Regions from separate parts of the Rattus norvegicus genome. Here region 1 is linked to region 2. Evidence: chromatin contacts called from public Hi-C data. All regions are on one chromosome and are shown on one strand. The core of a region is the stretch at or near the end of the contact, and the rest is flanking DNA. Distances in the headings are between cores, read along the strand shown. Region 1 overlaps LOC134485135 (a long non-coding RNA gene). Region 2 has its middle 940 kb from the start of Nr2f2.

What was found. Hi-C and Micro-C count contacts between places; a contact is called where the count stands out from the background.
Region 1: a contact with region 2 is called in a Hi-C map of Schwann cells, with 2.7 times the contacts expected there. The contact joins two enhancer-like sites. A contact is called at or near these places in 2 of 12 Hi-C or Micro-C datasets (the A7r5 cell line and Schwann cells).

What each region holds. Positions count from the first base shown.
Region 1 is chr1:134,517,687-134,521,694 of GRCr8, forward strand. LOC134485135 (a long non-coding RNA gene) reads right to left here. Exons shown (of 2, transcript XR_010063064.1): 2 at 3,684-3,930. Among named protein-coding and RNA genes, the nearest start is that of Mctp2, 890 kb to the right of the region's middle. Within about 2 kb of position 2,450, at least 8 of the 93 cell types and tissues checked have an H3K27ac peak or open chromatin away from gene starts, as enhancers often do. A contact at or near this core is called in Schwann cells, where this site is marked.
Region 2 is chr1:134,366,918-134,370,849 of GRCr8, forward strand. No RefSeq gene overlaps it. Among named protein-coding and RNA genes, the nearest start is that of Nr2f2, 940 kb to the left of the region's middle. Within about 2 kb of position 1,739, at least 4 of the 93 cell types and tissues checked have an H3K27ac peak or open chromatin away from gene starts, as enhancers often do. A contact at or near this core is called in Schwann cells, where this site is marked.

The DNA of each region.
Region 1 (4,008 bases), core at 1,200-3,699, 150 kb after region 2:
GTATTAACGTTTGACAAGAGGAAGAAGAACTTTTTCTTCTTTGATTCTGGTTATAAAATGAGGAGACACCAAAGAAAGCAGAAAATGTGTGCCTGTGTGAGGAGGGAGCTTGCAGACCGCCGAGTTCATGCCTTTAAAACATCGGGAGCAAATTGCTTGTAGAGCATTCGCCTTCAAAGATGTCTGTTGGACAGGAATCTGAGTCAACCTGGGTGTGTCCTGGAGCCTCTTGCCTGGCCAGTGGCTCTCACTTCTCAGGGGTATCTGCAGTGTTCTTACAATAGGATGGGAATTCCCTTTAGTCTTGATGCCTGTGCTCTTCTGTTCTATTTAAGATGAAATTCTAATTAGAAGTTCTGGTGGCCACGCAGCATTCCCATAGAAAGTTAGTAATGTACATTAAAATTGGGGCAAAACGTGCAGTACATTCTGGAAGTTCGGAGCGATCAAATGGCACGGAACAAGATATATACTTGTCTGTAATGGAATGACCTGGGCTGCAGAAAGAAACAGTGAGCTTGCCTTAGGAGTCCTGGGCAGAAAAATCAAATCGCTTGCATTTTATTCAATATCTAGAAAGCTTTGGGGTGGTTCTGGAGCAACAAGTAAATAACTTCATTTCATGCCTCAGAAGGTAGATACTTCTTTTTAATGCTGAATGGGAGATGTGGGGAGGAAGAAAGCTGTTCAAGGGAGTCATCTGCAGGGAAGAAGTTGTCACAAAACTCTGAAAAACAGAAGTAGCTACCTTTCCAAGCAGTACAACCCCTCCCATTCACATGAGGATTCATAGATGGGTCTAGGCAGAGGGGCCTTTCCGACTGAGGAGGATTAAGAAATCTGGGTCAGGTATGGGCACAACTTTGACATCATGTTGAAATCAGTGTTTCCTCTTGCCTGCTGTGCTAAGTCTCTACTCTTGGCTCTGATCTGTGGCTCAACACTAGCGTTTGCTCGTCACGGTACAAGGCCTTAAGTTGGAGCAACTCAGGGCAGCAAATAGTTGGAAAGGAATGGGAGGGCAAGGGGAAAAGGCAAAATTGGAAAGGGACAGGGGCAGGGACAAGGAGGGGCAGGGGCAAGGAGAAGCAGGGGTAGGGAGGGGCAGGGGCAGAGGTAGGGAGAAACAGCCCTCTACTGCTCTATTAGGTATAAAATGTGACTCAGTTTCTTTAACCTGGTGACCGATCCATTAATAGCCCTATAAGCTTTACCTTTTATAGATGTGTGCCTGAATTCAGAATATAGCATTGTGGTATCTGTGGAAACACAACGTGAAGACTAGGAAGAAAATGAGCCAGGTAAAGCGCTGTCTGTCCTTCCGTCTCCTGGTCCAAAAGCAAGCAAGCAAACAAACAAACAAAAAACAAACAAACAAACAAACAAAAACAGATTACCTCCATACTCAGACACAGATATCTGTAATAGCATCAGATCAAAATGTTAGCTCTGAATTTGTTTCAATGCTGCCTCTGTCTCTTGAGTGTTGGGGGGGGGGGATTGTACATGCCACCATGCCTGGCCCCTACTATTACATATTTTTAATGGGATCTTTTTCATCCCGTTTCCAGGATGAACAACTTGGATAAAGTAGTGAAATTTCAAAAGTGAAACTTTGCCCGTAATGATCTTAGCTCTTTCAGTCTGGTCCTCTTCAAGAACTACCTTATGATGTCGATCAACACATTTAATAGCTAATATCACCTGAGAATCATGATTTCTTTCTCTATGGTTTATTCAGAAATCAATTTGAAAGTTATGAGAATGTGTAATAACAGAAAGGTTGAAGGAAAGCTCTCCTAAATGAGTTCCTATGTTTAATACCCTTAGAAGGAACACTAACCCCTGCAGAGATAAGCTACTCTCTGAATGTCAGCTGCAGGCTTGCTTTCCACAGAGTTTAAGGATGCCCATGAGGGACAAATGAGGCAATGGGAATCAGATAAGTTCCTGAAACAGTCTCTGTTTTAACTCCAAAGAAAGAGTTTGACTTCTACTTCAGATCTTCACCTTGTTGCTTTAAGAGCCGCTTGCACAGCCAGACAAGAGGTTACAAAGTAACCTTGGCGTCCCTTACTTCCTTCTTTAGAGGTTCTTGACCCAGGCTCTGGGACTAGCAGAAAGACATTGGTGTTGAAGCAGATTGATCCAGAAACGGGGGTCCCTGTGGGTAGTTTCACTCTGGATTTTGGAGTCTAGAATGAGTCCCCCTGCCTTCCTCATGCCAGAGCTGCGGAGCCAGGCCCGCCACCTCCAACATGAAGGGCTATTGTAACAGTGATGTGCTAAAGCACCATAATGAAGGATGGGGACAAAGAGACCAAAGGACTGACCTCTACTAAAAATAAAATTTGGCTCCCCTTGGGAATTCCTTCATGGATTGTGCAACCGTGGACAGAATGCTTCAGGGACCAGCATATTTTCTGGATGCTCCCCCTGCCCTCCAACCCCCCTTTCCGAACAGCCTTGGTGTACTCTGCTGTCCACACAGAAGACCACAGCTGTTTTGTTTGGACAGGCTGGTCTCAAAGTTTGAGCTTGCACACAAAAGGCTTATCACCGACACCAGCCTTTCTCTGACAGCTGTTTTCTTTCCCAGCCCCAGGGCTTTGGTTAAAGGAAGAAATGGGGGGGGGGGGGGTTGCTGAAGAGAGAAACCGGGGTTATCAGTAAACTCCAATGGATACCTGCCTTCAAAACCTGAGGGAGACTCTCACACACTTTTATGCCATACCAAACGACTAGTTTGATAAACTATTCATTCTGTCCTAAAAAGATGGTGTGGAAGCAGAGTCCAAATTACTTCCTATGAAAAAGGCAAGGGATTTCAGTAAATTACAAGGGCTGCTTTGCAAGGAAAAGCATGCCTGTGATCAGGAGCTTGCGAGGTGTATCGTATCCCAGCAGCATGAGGCCGGATGGAGGGAATCAGCTCCAGGTATGTGCGCGCTGCATCTAGGAGAACTGATAAAATCAGGGTCCTGTCAGCTGTGTAAATTGAGAGGAAGAGGTGCCTTCAGCGACTTCCTTCAGGAAGGTTGGTTTTGTGCTGGTGAACTGCTCCCCCTGGTGGATCTCCGTGTTCACAGATCCGTTCTGCAGGGACCAAACGCAGGTATAGGTAAACCCTCTGGAGAAAAGTTAACTTCAGGGCGCCCTCATCAATTTCGGCAGGATTCCTCCTGTGTATCATTGAGACCTTCTTATCTTCCCACCTTGTCACCTCCCGGTGTCTGTTCTTCTTAGCAGGGTCGTGTTGATTTGACAGACATGGAAAAATCTCTTTAGGCTCTCTAATTTGTTTTATTTCCCTTTAAAAGTAAAACTGGACGTTTATTTGCAAGGAGAAAATTACCCACAGCGGGAACATTTTATTGTGCAACCACTGTTTTCCATACATCCTATCCATTTCGACTCCTCTCCCTGAGTCGGACATTTTGAAAATTCATGCCTAGGCTCCTTGTACTTCTATGTTCTGTAAGCTATATGAATTCCTGAAGACCAACTTTCTCCCATCATTATACATTTCAGCGTTGATGTAAATAATTGATGTTGTTGTTTTTATTAAGGATGTTTCCTGTGTGCCTTGCCAAGCAAGGACAGGAGGTAATGTTGACTGGGCAGGGACGATGCCTATGTCAAATATCTCACTTTTGAACCTTCTGTAAAGTCAAACTGCAGCCTCTTTTTGAGCACTTTATAAGCCAAATAAGAAGGAATTTTAAATATTTATCTAACACAACATATTTTAAATAACCTACATATGTAAATAGAGCGTTCTTAGCCTGTACATCATTGCCAGGTCGATTCTCATGTTCTGATATATAATTAATTACAGGCTTATTCCTCTGTAAACCAAAGCAGGAAATAATTCAGAGATGCCGGGTCACCGATACCAGCAAAATTGCAATACCTTCCATTCCGCAGGATCTGCAAAAGAAATATTGAGACTGTAATATCTGATGTGTTCCAGGTCAAGTCTATCTAGAAAGTGGTTTGGGGGTCCTC
Region 2 (3,932 bases), core at 489-2,988:
TTGTTCTGCAGACTTACTTCATAGCTGAGCAGTCAAATTTTGATTTAAACTTCCTTTTTTCTAGGCCTCAGATCTGTCCCTTACCTTGGAGCATGTCCTCTTTGCTGATCTCATACATTTTTATTTTATTTGATACTTGATGTTATGCTTGGATTATAGGGCTTCCATTCGGTAAAGGTTCTGTAACAAATTGTTCTTTTGTACGATTGCCAAATAACTCAGACTAAAAACATATTGGGGGGAAGTCCAGATAAAATAATCGAAATGAAGGCAAAATTAGGGGCCTGCTAATAAAAATCAAAATTTTCTTGACACTTTTAGTCAATGCAAAAATAATTGTGGGAATATAAAAGGATTTTTATGGTCAATTATTCCTGTCTTAGTAAGTATCTATAATCATAACCCCCTCAGAATAGGCAATAATCTTTACGGAGAGAAGTGGGACTTCCCACAGAACTATAAAGAAAGTAAAATATTATCACATGCATGCATAAAATATATTAATATTGAAATGTGCTGGCTATATGGTCTGGTGGGTAGACACCTCTCTTTTTTCCCCTACTCAGAAAAAAAGAATCACCTAGGTGAATTTATTGGGCTGCTGACATGCAATTGATCTGTATTATTCTTAGCTGGCTAGAGTCTATGTATCTAAATGCCTCAGATAATAGGTATTACAGTATTAGGTAAGAGCCTCCATGCAGTCTCGAGCAATATCAAAAAGGTAGAACGTGTAGAGTAAGGGAGATTAAGATGACACCAGAGAGCGTTGAATGAGGTGTCATTTTGCATTTAGAGAGACAACTAGGAAAGTTAAGACAGAAGGGAAAAATGCCCCTTTCACGCCAGCTGCCCTTAAAGGTTTACAAATGATCTGTTAACAGAAATGAGTTTCTCTTGGGCTTCAGGCACCATTTATTATGCTGGGAGAGAGACAAAAAGGAGAAAGGAAAAAATGGCAAATTATGCTTATTTGAAGGCAAAATGCTTCCCATCAGCAGCATGATGAAAATATAGCCAAGGTGTCAGCCAGATGTTGACATGTTAATATTTTTCATGAGGTCTTTCACAAGGGAATGAGTATGGGGGGAAAAGAAGAACTTTTTGGGTGTTCTTTCGAATACGGATTGAAATGCATTGTTAGGCACCATGCCTAGCCTGGGAAATCACCAATCCGCTTTGATGATGGAGAGGAAGAGGAAGTGTGTCCTAAATAGGGGGCTTGAACCTCGATTCCCTGGCTGCCTCCCAGACGTCTTCAGCTACGAATGGGCTCATCTGATCTCTCCCAGTCAATTTCATCCTGGAAAGTGGCCAGTGGGCCTAGTTCATGACCCAGTGATGTCATTATAATTCATTCTCCCTCACCACAAAGACTTCGGAACTTTCCAATTTACAATGGGCCTTTTTAATAAAGAAGGGTGTCATGTACAGAATTTTAAAGGGTTTCAAATGATTTATCTTTTCTTTCTGTTACAGCCTCAGAAAGGCTTATCTTATTTGTAAGAGGACTGGGCTATCAAAACCATTTAAAGAGTTTATATCTTTGTTAGAGAGCATGGTATATTTTATAGGTTAAAAGAGGGTAACTAAAGGGTAAGAGAACACTGTGTCCCAACAAAAAATTGTATTCATAAATAAGGGAAGGGAATCTGAAGTGTAGCAGGACTTATTCAATGTGTCATCCTGAATGCTCACACAGGAATTCTGAGCAGGAAAATGATGTGCTTAGCAATGCCGTTTGTGTTTTCAATCTGGTAATTTACAAGATGAGGGAGGAGCCCATGGACTGATGGAGTCATATATGATGGAGTCCTTCAGAGCAAGGGCTCTGTCACCTGTGTGCTCAGTCCTTTCAACACCTCTTGTAGACCGAAATCTTCATTGATGAAGATCGTACATCACTTGAGTTCAACATTGGCCAGTAAGGGCCAGGCCCTGACCTCACCTCCCTGAATTGGGTTAGACCTCCATACTAAAATGAGCTTAGCTGAGATGATTTTGCTGATCCTGGGCATAGATCTTGGAGGCTCTGGATAGTACAAGCTGAGCAGATGATCAATGCATTTGTGGCCAGCCTGTAATTTAACTTACTTTGTCTGACAGGAGATGTGGAATAACTAAAGAGAGCCTTTACTTGTAATCTTCTTATCATCTTGTCCTGGAGTGTTTGTGAAGAGTGGGACCTTCCTGGAGGCATTTCCAGTTGAGGGTTAATGCAGAGATAGGGAGGGAGGGAGGGAGGGAGAGAGAGAGAGAGAGAGAGAGAGAGAGAGAGAGAGAGAGAGAGTGCTTACCCTTTTGTTTATCTGGCTGTGTGACCTGATAAAGCCTTCTCTGGACACCTTGCAAGCTCTGGCCTCTCACAACCAGAGTCTGCCTGTCTTGAGCCTGAGCCAAATGTCTTTCTCCTAGAAGTACATTAACAGAAATAACTTGCTGTAATTATAACATACTGGAATGAAAGTGCCTAACTTTTTCATCCTAGTTTTATCCTAAAGTGTGGAATTCCTAACCAGATTATTGGCCCATTACTAGTAAGATACCTAAGACACCGAGAATGGGTGTAATACTACTAGTGCAGCTAGGAAGATGGGAAGCCTGGGAGATGAAATGGCATAGGATGTAGGAGTGAAAGCAGAGTGGGGTGAAGGCAAAAGAAGAAAGAGGATGGCAAAGAAAACAAGGGGAAAAATAGCAAAGATGAGAAATGAAAAACTTCAAAATTCCTGGGAGGAGGAGCTATATCTTGAGTGCTAGTGAAATTCCTGAGAGAAGTTTTCAGAAAGAGGGTCCCCCAACATCTGATATAAGCAATTCCCTGGTTTTACAGAAACCTGAGTGATAACAGACAAGATATTCCCTTGGGATTATCACAGTTTATCAGAACAGCAGTAACAGTCGGGGGCGGGGGGGCAGAATCTCATTATAGCTGCTGGCATGAAGAAGTGAGGAGAGCCAGACAGCCTTACAGAAAACATTCTAGTAATGAAGATTATAGTGGTAATCATGAGATCATTGCAAAGATGAAATTTATAGCAATTGCTGCTGTTTTGTAAATGCTAACCATTGGTATGTGTCTTCTGGAAATATGTTTAGGTGTGTGTGTGTGTGTGTGTGTGTGTGTGTGTGTGTGTGTGTGTGTGTGTAGAGGTAAGTAGGTCTATATGCCCAGATCCATCTAGTCATAATTCCCTGACACACCAAACTTCAAACAAGCACAGGTGGAATGGTAAATGTCTATTGCTCATAAATTCTTTACAAAAGTGTTACTACCATTTTGATTAGAGAGCTGAGGTTCTTTCTCAAGCTCACATAGCTTACAGAACTTATACAAGGATATGTGAGCACATATGTGGCTGTCAACATCTGTTGGGGGATTGGTTTCAAGATTCATCACAGACATGAAAATACATACATGCTAAAATCCTTTAAAAAAACAGCATAGTTTCACATAAAGCTTATATTCATATCCTTTCCCACAGTTTAAGTCATCTCTACATTATTTTTAATACTTAATTTAATGTAAATACTGTATTGTTTAGAGAACAGTGAAAGGAGACTTTATATGTTCCATATTGGTGCATTTTCCCCCAAATGCTTTTAATTCAGGCCTGAATGAATCTACAGATATTAAACTCATGTACAAGGAAGGATGACTGTATTAGTTAACTTTGATCATGTTGCCCTGAATTAAAAACATGCAGTTTGCAATAAAGTCTATCATACATATAAGTAGAATTAGAATAATGGAAAAGGAGAACTATTCTGTGAAGGAAGAGAAGCCATAATTGTTAAAAAATTTTTTAACAAAAACAAGCTCTGCAAATGCTTCTCATGCTGCTTACAGAAGAGCATATCTGCTGTGGGGGCAACAGGGATACAGTTGCAAGGCAATGGATTAGATCCATGTTGATAATGGACAATAATCT